Linked DNA regions of Mus musculus: region 1 is linked to region 2. Evidence: chromatin contacts called from public promoter capture Hi-C data. All regions are on one chromosome and are shown on one strand. The core of a region is the stretch at or near the end of the contact, and the rest is flanking DNA. Distances in the headings are between cores, read along the strand shown.

Evidence for each region. Promoter capture Hi-C pulls out the DNA fragments that hold promoters and counts their contacts.
Region 1: a promoter capture Hi-C map of the HPC-7 cell line shows a contact between it and region 2. The contact joins the promoter of Tmem9b here to the promoter of Taf10 in region 2. A contact is called at or near these places in 2 of 39 promoter capture datasets (the HPC-7 cell line and cranial neural crest).

Annotation. Positions count from the first base shown.
Region 1 is chr7:109,749,555-109,755,328 of GRCm38.p6, forward strand. Tmem9b (TMEM9 domain family, member B) reads right to left here and starts at 2,709. Exons shown (of 5, transcript NM_020050.1): 1 at 2,517-2,709; 2 at 459-550. The coding sequence starts at 2,624. It also overlaps the pseudogene 4930431P19Rik.
Region 2 is chr7:105,740,285-105,745,598 of GRCm38.p6, forward strand. It overlaps Taf10 (TATA-box binding protein associated factor 10), which reads right to left and starts at 4,054. Exons shown (of 5, transcript NM_020024.3): 1 at 3,803-4,054; 2 at 3,546-3,700; 3 at 3,144-3,208; 4 at 2,942-3,056; 5 at 2,610-2,779. The coding sequence starts at 4,034. The coding sequence ends at 2,690. Tpp1 (tripeptidyl peptidase I) reads right to left here. Exons shown (of 13, transcript NM_009906.6): 13 at 4,527-5,314. Ilk (integrin linked kinase) reads left to right here. Exons shown (of 13, transcript NM_001161724.1): 3 at 1-58; 4 at 229-324; 5 at 487-583; 6 at 676-759; 7 at 864-949; 8 at 1,090-1,199; 9 at 1,296-1,423; 10 at 1,503-1,624; 11 at 1,713-1,812; 12 at 1,923-2,053; 13 at 2,229-2,641. The coding sequence ends at 2,378.

The DNA of each region.
Region 1 (5,774 bases), core at 1,459-3,958, 4.0 Mb after region 2:
CCCAGCACCGGAGTTGGTCATCTTACAAGCAGCTATCACACTGGCTCCAGAGAATTCAATATCCTCTTCTGACCTCCACAGATACCCGTTGTGGACATGACCACACACAAATATTTTAAGTGATTAAAAAAATTTATACATCAGATAAAGAAGGCTCAATTTGCCTTTCACTGAAAAGAGGGAGAAAGATCCCTGACCAAAGTTTAAGAGGGCACAAGAGAGTAGCTATTGGTAGTTAGTACAATAAACTCAGTCCCATCTGAAATGAAACCTCCCCGGCCTAGAGCTTTCTGTTTAGGCTACAGTATTCCTTTAGACTTGTATCAGACACTCAGGACCCCAGTCTAAGATCTGACACTTCTGCTTAGGAACAAAATGAGACATCATAAGAACAGTCTGAGTTAACAGTAGGAGCCACGGTTTATGTAGCAGGTGATACCTTGGTCCGAGACACTTACCAATCTTTCTGAGATATATTCTTATTATAAATGTGCCCAGGATTCTCTTTATAGGGAGGGCAGATGCATTTACATCTCACATCTTCAAAATTCTGCAATAAAAGTGAAAACACTATAACTTCTTTATAGTTTATCGTCAATATTTTTTTTAAATCTACACATGTACATTTTGCTAAGTATCCCTGTCAGATATTCTAAAACCATTATAAAGATTTAGGTTTGAGAGATACAAGTTCCTAAAATCTGTAAGACACTATCTGTGCCTTATTAAACTCATTTATGAATTGCATGACAATCAATTGTGTTATTATCATCTACCTGCCACTAGAAAAGCATATCATGACAGGCAATAGGGCCTACAAAGAGATATTCGGATATGAAGGGATTGGGGAGAAGGGAATTAAAGATTATTTATAAGCAAGTCACAGGTGTAGGCTGGGGATGGGTTTAGCTCAGTGCTAACACATACGCTTAGCATGCATAAGGCCAATTCAATCTGTAACACAATAGGGTGAGGAGAGTCAGAATTCTTCTAATTTCTTCTTTTCTAACTTTTTCCTTTTGGGAGAAAGGCACTGGGCATGGATAAAAGGGGCTGAGTGAGCTATAAACAGGATGAAGATTGAGGGGCACTCAGCCAGTGCTAGAAGGGAAGTCAAAAGGGAAAGTAGTTTGAATCTTCCCATTGTCCCCCAGGAAACTTGTCTGGCAATCCATGGTTGACAAGAAAAGCAACTCCTAGCAATACGAGTTTCAGGAGGCAAAGCAAGCAGGCATTAAATGCTGCATAAATCCAAGAGATGCTTTCTCAGCAAAGGGTTGTTTATTCGAGAAGGCTGTGGCTCATTAGTCCCCACTGAGACATATCCACCACTCCTAGGTACAATGAAATGTCTGGCAGAGCTGTTGACAGGTCCTAAATGTATCAGTAACCACTGTGCCAGAGCCTGTGCTCAATGAGGAGGACTCAGAGAAGCAAAAGACACAGCTCCTGTTTCCTGGGACAAATCCTATCAAGGGGAGACGGATGTTTATATCATGATACACTACATAAAATGGTAATGTTTGACATCCATACAGAGAGTCCATACTAGAAGTATTTCAAAAGTTGGGAAACTTTTTGCTGTCCCTATTTCTGATGACACCAGAAAGACTGAAAAAAAAAAAAAAACCAAATTGCTCAAAAACACCTGCCTACCTGTGACCTATCTTTCCCAGCCCTTTATAACATTTAAAAATATTATAAAACTTTTTAAAAATGCAGTGTCACTATTTCCCACTACACCGTGGAGTCTTTCTATTTTGCCCCAAAATTAGTTAGCCCACTGGGAGGAAAGCACATGTTTTCTTGGGCCAGAACAGCTCTGGGTCACCAGAAAATATATGGGGACCAAAAGGTTTAGAAACACAGTGAGGAATAGGACACAACTTCCTGTCACCTCTCTCCTAGGCTAGTAAATTATCAGAAGAGGGGTGTGTGTGTGTGTGTGTGTGTGTGTGTGTGTTTTCCTGGAGGGGATCTTGGTGAGAGTATCAGGCTAGTGGGGTGGCCCTACAGGTCCTTCTGGGAACGGGTAGTTGCCATGAGATTCGAGCCCCCACCATGGCAAGGGAATCTGCTTATCAATGAGTTGAGAGGAGCTAGTCCCTAGTAGGGAAGACTTCGGGGAGATGAGGGTGAGGGGAGCTAGTCCCTACTAGAGAAGATTTCAGGGAGATGAGGGTTTCCCACCGTTTGGATTGGGGGCTGAGAGCTGCCCAAGTTTAAGGGTGGAAAGTTCAAAGCTCCCAGGGCTGGAAAGTTCCGGGTGTGTCCCGTCGGGGCTGGGAAGGGAAATGTCAAGAGGCAGAGGGTTATAGACCCCGCTCTGGCACTGTTTGGGGCTAAGGCTTAGGATGCTCTAGAGAGGGCCAGCCCGGGCTGTGAAGCGGGGTCGGGGGGATTTGGCTGTCGGATTGGGAGACCGGAGAGTGGGGAGCAAGTGGTCAGCCCCAGTTTCTGCCAGGCCAGAGGCAGGGGCGGAGCTCCTGTCAGGAGCCGGGCGGGGCGGGACTCACCTTGGCGGCGCCTGTCAGCTGCGCGAGCAGCAGCACCGACAGCGCCAGGCAGGACATGCTGAGCCCCGAGCCCAGCCGCAGCAGGTTTCCGCACCATAGGCTCGCCATCGCGGGAGCCAGCCGCTCCTGCGAGCCCCGAGCCCCGCGCCCGGCTCGGGATCCGGCTCGGGATCCTCCGCCCGCACTTCCGCCTGGGCCTGCGCGTCACCGTCCGCGCCGGGTCAGCTGCGAGAAAGCCTCCGCCCCGGAAACGGTTCCGGGTGCACAAGGCCCGCCACGGTCGCGGCCCCGGGGGTGCACTAAAGGCTGGGGGTCTTCCCCGGCCAGAGCTGGCGAATCCTGCACCCCAAGGGAGCAGGCCATGCGGATCTAGTCCCGCAGGCCGGGTGAACCCCATCCCCGGGAACTGCGAAGGCCGAGAGGGTGCTGTTCAGGAGACCTGACCAGAAGAGCCCGAGCGTCCTTAGATCGGAAGCCCACCCGGCGATGGAGGCTCGAGGCTCCGCACCGGGGCTTCAGTACGAACCTGCGGTCCGTGCGCCTCCAGGACACAGACTCCTGCCCGGCTCCCAACAGTAACTGTGAGCTGTCCACGCGGGTGTGGCTTCCACTAGGGGCTGACAGCCTTGGTCCAGTCTAGGACTGGGAAGTGGGCCACGGCGGCGAATCTGGGCTGGCTCAAGTCAGGCTTTGCAAGATGCGGACGCCCCTGGAGCATCCCCCGCCCAGGACTCCTGGAGGTGGAGAATCCAGGAGCCAAGCTCCTGTGAGGCAGTGCCTATTTAAAACAGTTGACCTCTCAGTCAGTTCTGGGAGCGCAGACCCTACTCCATGGGGTGTCTTTTTCTGTAGATACTTCAGGAGCACCCTGGAGAGAACATAGAGCTGCTCATTAAAATATTTTTTCCACTTAGTAGAGACTCTGGGGGTAGAGAAAGGGATGCAGCGTGCTCATCACAGCCCTTAGGGATTTGCTGAATGTCATAAGGGAAAATCACTTCCTTTCAATAAAAGGGGATTAAGTTTTATGATTTTCAATTTTTACTTATAAGACACCCCCACCCCGCCCCTTCAAGTGGTCCTTTCCTGGTTGGTGGAAATGTCTTTCTTAATTTACAGGTAGAAATTTCGCAGCGTTTTTCTGCTATGTGATTCTTGTCGATACTAGACTAGAATCTAACACAAAGTGCTATTGCATTAAATGTATTTAGCCCTTTTTTAGTCCTAAATGGCAACTAGCCCAAAGGACTAGATGCTTTCGCACCAGTTCTTGTGACAATCCTGTCACAGTGGGAATAATTGTCCTTCTAAGGGGTGTCCTACTAATCGCAGGGCTGTCAGGATAAAATTTGTTGGTGAGGTATTGTAGATCATCCTGTCACAGTGGGGATAATTGTCCTTCTAAGGGGTGTCCTACTAATCGCAGGGCTGTCAGGATAAAATTTGTTGGTGAGGTATTTAGATCTGATTGCTAAAAGCTGACTTAGTAGCCAGTTTGGATCAGTTTAGAGCTGTATGTCTGACATGTCCTTCAGATAAAGCATAGGAACCCTCCTTCAAAATTCTTTTCAGAGCCAATGCTCGTTGGATGCCTTTGATCCCAGAGGCAGGCAGATCTCTGAGACAAGGCCAGTCTGGTCTACAAAGTGAGTTCCAGGACAGGCTACATGGAGAGACCCTGTGTCACAAAAAGGAGGAGAAAGAGAAAGAGGAGGAGAAGGAAAATGAGGAAGGAGGAAGAGGAGGAGGAGGAGGAAGAAAGAAAACGAAGAAGGAGAAACAAAGAAAAAGAATTCTTTTCAGAGATTTGATGGGGGGGGGGTACAGAGATAAAGGACTGCAGCAATGCCTCAGGCTGGTGGGTTATTTTCAGTTATTTTCTTCTCTTTGTCCATGCTGTCTCAAACTAGTGGGCTCAAGAGATTCCCCTCCCTCAGGCTCCCTAATAACTGACTACAGGTATGGGCCACCAAGTCAGGCCCACCTCATCTGTTTAATGAAGAAGACCACATAACACTCAGTATGGGCAGAGCTTTAGAGCTACATGTGGCAATCAAATATTTGATTGCGAGGAATCTAAATCGAGTGTTGTATGCTGTATTTCGAGGTCAATACAAGGTAAACAAAATCTTTTTATTTTAAAATACTGATTAAAGTTGGGGCTGCAGAGCTGACTCAGCAGTTGTGAGCCCTTGCTGCTCTCGCAGAAGATTGAAGTTTGGTTTGCACCATCCACGTGGCAGCTTACAACCTTCTGTAACTCTGGTTCCAGGGGATTGGGTCCGCTCTTCTGTTTCCCAGTGGCACTGACACATATGGTACACATGTGTACATTTTTCGAAACACTCATACACGCAAAATTAAAAATTGAAATAGTGGTTAAAATTTAAATATTTTGAATGTATTGGATCATGTCTCCATGTGTGTCCTTTCTCTCAGCTTGTCTGCCTGGGACCCCCTGAGCACGAACCCTAGTCCTCCCACACAGCCCCATTTTCACTAACAAGATGAAACAATCATGAACCAGGAAAAACTTGCCAATCTGCAGGCACATGTTTGCATTGTTGGGAAAGGCACCTCCCACAGAAAGAAGGTGGTTCATAGGACAGCCACAGCCGATGATAAAAACTGCAGTTCTCCTTAAAGAAGTTAGCAACTGATAATGAAGAGGTGAACATGTTTAAAAACCAAGAAACTGATCCATTTTAGCAACTCTAAAGTTCAGGCGTCTCTGGTAGCAAACACCTTCACCATTCCAGGCCGCACTGAGATAAAACAGCTGACAGAAATGTTTCCCAGCATCCTAAACCAGCTTGGTGCAGGCAGTCTGACTAGTCTGACTAGAGACTGGCTGAAGCCGCCCAAACAGTCTAGATGGAGAAGCACCATTTGCTACTTACTAACGAGATGATAGTTCCAGATCCCTGGGGAATTTTGATGACGCCTCTAAGAACGTGGCAAGCTGAATCAAGGTGACTTCTGAAGAAGTTGACACTTGCAGAAGTTACAGGCGCTGCTATTTTATACATGGCTGCGTTTAGAAATTCTTTTGTTTATGGATCTGATAAAAATCTAGATCTCTAGCCAGGGGCGGTAACACACAGTTTTAATCCTAGCAATTGGGAATGAGAGGCAGGTGGATCTCTGTGAATTTGAGCCAGCCCAGTCTACAGGATAGCCAGGGAAACGCTGTCTCAAAACACAGACCAAAAAAAAAAAAAAAAAAATCTAGAAGTCTAATATTTTTTAAGGCCCAGC
Region 2 (5,314 bases), core at 2,804-5,303:
GGATGATACCCCCCTGCACCTGGCAGCTAGTCATGGACACCGTGACATTGTACAGAAGGTACATGCAAACCCTTCACCACCCACATCTCTCTCACACACACTATGAAGCCAGTAATAGGCACTGTCATGTGAAGAATGTGTGCTAGTCTTTCTTTCTTTATGCCTGGACACAAGTCTCTCACAGGGACTGACTGACTGCCTTTTTCTTTTCTTGGCCATGGGGCGCAGCTGTTGCAATACAAGGCTGACATCAATGCAGTGAATGAGCACGGCAATGTGCCACTTCACTATGCATGTTTCTGGGGCCAAGACCAGGTGGCAGAGGTAAGTACTCAGACCCCAAGTCCTATGATGAATGGGAAGCAAACCGAGCACGGAACCATCAATCCATTCTGTCAGCCCTACTGTTTGACATTTACAGAATTATGTACTGCATCTGTGTTCATGCTTGTTTGTGACTGGCCCCCTGAACAATTTTCTTTTCAGGACCTGGTGGCTAACGGGGCTCTTGTGAGCATCTGTAACAAGTATGGAGAGATGCCTGTGGACAAAGCCAAGGCACCCCTTAGAGAGCTTCTCCGAGGTTCATTACCTACCCCTAGTTTGTCTCTTGCCCCACCTTGCATCTCCTCCCTCCACAGCACAATTAAGGCTAAGATCATTCTTCTTCTCTAGAACGGGCAGAGAAAATGGGCCAGAATCTCAACCGTATTCCATACAAGGACACATTCTGGAAGGGGACCACTCGCACAAGGCCCCGTGAGTCACTACTGTGGGCAGGGGAGGGGCTGCAGCACAAGATTCTTGGGCTACTGGGGTCATGTTAAGGTGAAGCTGGGTACATTACCTGCTCATATTTTCAGGAAATGGGACCCTGAACAAACACTCCGGTATTGACTTCAAACAGCTCAACTTTCTGGCAAAGCTCAATGAGAATCATTCTGGAGAGGTGATCCCCACCCTTTTTGTTTCTCCCTTCGTAACACCCACAAACTGCCCACTCTGTATCCCTAATTAAGGTTTTTCTTCAAGTTAGTAGAAAAGAAACAGTACAGCCTGAGATAATGCTTCCTATCCTCTGTCCTTCAGCTTTGGAAAGGCCGCTGGCAGGGCAATGATATTGTTGTGAAGGTGCTGAAGGTTCGAGACTGGAGTACAAGGAAAAGCAGGGACTTCAATGAGGAATGTCCCCGGCTCAGGTGGGACACTGAATTGGAAGCTGTTGTGTCCAAGGCACCCCAAGTAGTACTGAAAAGTGAGATTCTGTTGGGTCTCACCACTCTTTTCCTCCCCAGGATTTTCTCACACCCTAACGTGCTCCCAGTGCTAGGTGCTTGCCAGGCTCCCCCAGCCCCCCACCCAACCCTCATCACACACTGGATGCCATATGGATCTCTCTACAATGTTCTACATGAAGGCACCAGTAAGGATGTTGGTCTTGTTGGGGAGGGACTAGAATAGGGGAAGGAGACCCTAAATGAATGATTCTTGCTTCCTGTTAGATTTCGTTGTGGACCAGAGCCAAGCTGTAAAGTTTGCTTTGGACATGGCAAGAGGCATGGCTTTTCTTCACACACTAGAGCCTCTCATACCCCGGCATGCACTCAATAGCCGCAGTGTAATGGTGAGACCACAGTTCACTTCTGGTCCGAAAAGCCCTTTGCTGGCCTAGAATAGGACCCACCTTTTTTAACTTAACTTCTCTTCCTCAGATCGATGAAGATATGACTGCCCGAATCAGCATGGCTGATGTTAAGTTTTCTTTCCAGTGCCCTGGGCGCATGTATGCGCCTGCCTGGGTGGCCCCTGAAGGTAGGTAAAGGCATCGTATGGGAAATTGAAAAGAACCAGCTGAATAACAATAGATGAGGTACAGACTAGACAGGTTAGGAAGCTGGAATAGTAAGCCTTATTCCTTCTAGCCCTGCAGAAGAAGCCTGAAGACACAAACAGACGCTCAGCAGACATGTGGAGTTTCGCGGTGCTTCTGTGGGAACTGGTGACACGAGAGGTGCCCTTTGCTGACCTCTCTAATATGGAGATTGGGATGAAGGTGAGCACAGAACTACAGATACTTGTTTAGGGGTGGTGGTACTGACAAGCACTGTGGTAAGCGCTTCCAGCAGTTTATACAGATAAATAGTAATCTTACCATTCAAGGATCAAAGGCTTTTACCCATATGATGAACTCAAATTCTGAAGCTCACCTTATTCCTTGTAATTTGCAGGTGGCACTGGAAGGCCTTCGGCCTACCATCCCACCAGGTATTTCCCCCCATGTGTGTAAGCTCATGAAGATTTGCATGAATGAAGACCCTGCAAAGCGACCCAAGTTTGACATGATTGTGCCTATCTTGGAGAAGATGCAGGACAAGTAGGACCTTCAGGTCCTTGCCCAAACTCCAGAAGTGTCAAAACATGGCTGGGGGAGTACACTTCTCCAAAGTTAAAGACCTCTGGTTGCCTCCCCTGTCTCTAATCATGGTACTACCCCAGTTATGGGACTTGTTCCCTGCTCCCATCCCTACCACTGTAGCCCCAAAAGGGGCTGGGCTCAGAGCTTTGTCACTTGCCACATGATGTCTCCCAACATGGGAGGGATCAGCCCCGCCTGTCACAATAAAGTTTATTATGAAAACAGGCTCGTGTGGGGACAGAGGGAAAGACAAATACATCTGGGTTGCGTGGCTCAGGTGAAGTAGTGCGGCTTCTTCACATTGATGCCATACTCGCTGAGGGCAGGGGTCAAGTCCTCCATGGTTAGGGTGTACTTGCGATCCTGGGGGAAAGAGGGAAGACCACCAGCTGAGCACAAGTGCAGACTCCAATCCTTTGTGGGTGACCCTGAGCAGGCCCAATACCTCCCCTAGGATTCTGCTTCCCCAAAAGGCTTTCAGGATAAGTTAGGCCTGTACTGCAGTGGAAGGTGAGCCTCTCACACCTTGCTCTTGCTCCGGGAGCTGCCAGAGGCTGTGCCCTTCATTTTGCAGTGCTGTAGGGCATCATTGGCAATATCTGAGATGAATTTCTGGGCAGCTAGTGAGATGAGCCGAATTCTAGAGAGGAAGAGGGTGGTAGTAATGAGAATATTTAGCAAACTCCACCTAGCACTCAACAGTCTAACCTGCTCCGAGTTTACTCACATGCGTGGGTCTGAAGCTTCAAAGCCAGCGCGGTTCAGGTAGTAACCAGTCACTGCATCTGGGATCTGAAAAATCAAATTAAACAGCCATCAGTGTTAGATCTGCCTATTGATGCGCTGGCTGGGACGGAGGACTAAAGAGATAGCTTCATGCCAGGCAGTGGTGGCACACGCCTTTAATCCCAGCACCTGGGAGGCAGAGGCAGGCGGATTTCTGAGTTCAAAGCCAGCCTGGTCTACAAAGTGAGTTCCAGGACAGCCAGGGCTACACAGAGAAACCCTGTCGCGAAAAAACAAACAACAAAAGAGATGGCTTCATAGCAGAGAAAGCTTGAAAGAACGAAGGTGTGGTTCAAAGGCATTGACAGCGAGCCAGGTGGCCTTGTTCAGGTGGGAAGCGCACCGTAGGTGTGTAATCCTCCAACTGCATCAAGAAGTCCACTAGAGGTGTGCTGGACACTACGGGCTTCACTTCTCCGTTGGCCGCGCTCGGTAGGGCGTAAACCCCGTTAGACATTGCCCCCTCCGGGGGAGCCGCGCCGCCCGCTGCCACCGAAGCTGAAGGAGAATCAACAGCACAGGTGAGAGGCGCAGGGTTCCCCTGCCCCGGCACCTAGTCCGAGATGCCCTCCTCCCTCACCCGGCCCGGCCCTCCCTCACCTGGCCCGCGCCGCTCTGCCGGCTCCCCTGCCCGTGCCGCCACGGGGCCCGTGCCCGCAGTGGCGACTCCAGCCACGGGGCCCCCTGCTGTCCCCGCGGGGCTGGCCTTGCTCTCCGCGGCCGTGCTAGTGGGCAGCGCAGCGGGAGCCGACACCAGGGGTGCCGGACCCGCGACCGAGGCGGCACAGGCGGTCGCCGCCTCGGGGTCCGCGCCGGAGCCGCTGCAGCTCATGGGGCCGGTGGGAAAGGCGGCGAACAGAGCCGCTTCCGCTTCCGCTCGCCCAGGCGCACGCTGCGTGACGTTACAGTTCCCGCCCACCACTCTAAGCTGCCGCGGGCGACCTTAGGTTGGCTGTTAGTGGATGAGGTGTAGACTTCAAGGCGGAGGCGAGCTGTGTGAGATGTGGCTGCCACCCTGCGGTTCCACCCCGGCCCGGGTGGGGCCGCAGAGCATCCAGGACTGAATACTTTATCTGGGTTCGTTCAACGACCTGGCTTGGGGACTCATCTGCCAGACACTTCATTACCAGTCTCCTGACGGTCTTCATGCATTCTTTGTAGTTCCCTTTCATGGTCTTTTAAGGGTTGCAGTGGATTTGATGTGTGTCCCTCCCACCCACAACGGGCTTAGGAGAGTACCTCTGTAAATGTAGAGATGGGTGTTTTACCCTGAAGAAATAGCATGCCAAAGTCTTGTGTGAAACACATTTACAATACAACAGACTTTTTTTTTAAACAGTCATTTATTTAATTTCTATTTGGGCTGGGACCTAGGAATACAAAGTTAAGAATCAGATTCTAGTTCACTAGCACCGACTGTCTGGAAAAGGAAGGCAAACAAACTGACAATTTCAATACTGTATGATTGTTTCCCAGCTACATGTAGGTGCAGTGCAAAGAAGAAAGGGAAACTAACATTCATTGCTTAATTCCAAGTGTGAGACATTAGCAATGTTTATTTCCCGATTTTGAAGGCAAGTTTCAATGTCTCTGACTTTTACCCAGTAATCTTTGAAGGGTTTGCACAAATACATAGACTGCTTGGTTTGGAAGATGAGGGGCTTCGGAAGCCTTTCCTCTCCCCAAGTGCTTCCTGCAGTTTAGAAGAAAAAAGAACATGGGCTCAAAGATAATGCAGTATTTTGTGCATGTGTGTGTGTGCACATATGTGTATTTTTGAGACATGGTCTGACTATGTAGGCCTGGCTTGTCTGGAACTCTTTATATAGACCAGGATGGCCTCAAACTCAGAGACTTGCCTGGCCTCTGTCTCCTGAGTGCTGGGATTAAAGGTGTGCATCACCACACTAGCCGATAAAGATATACTTGAGAGGCAGTCAAGAAAACTTTTTGAAGTTAGTAAGGAGGTGAAAAAGATGAGAGTTAAGAGTTATAGGTTTCTGGCTTGTTTGAAAGAGGCATTATATCATAGATTAAGAGATGAAATAGTTTAGGTCTGGGCTGGAGGGAGATGAAGTAACGAGGTATCTCACATTTGAGGTATCACTCACT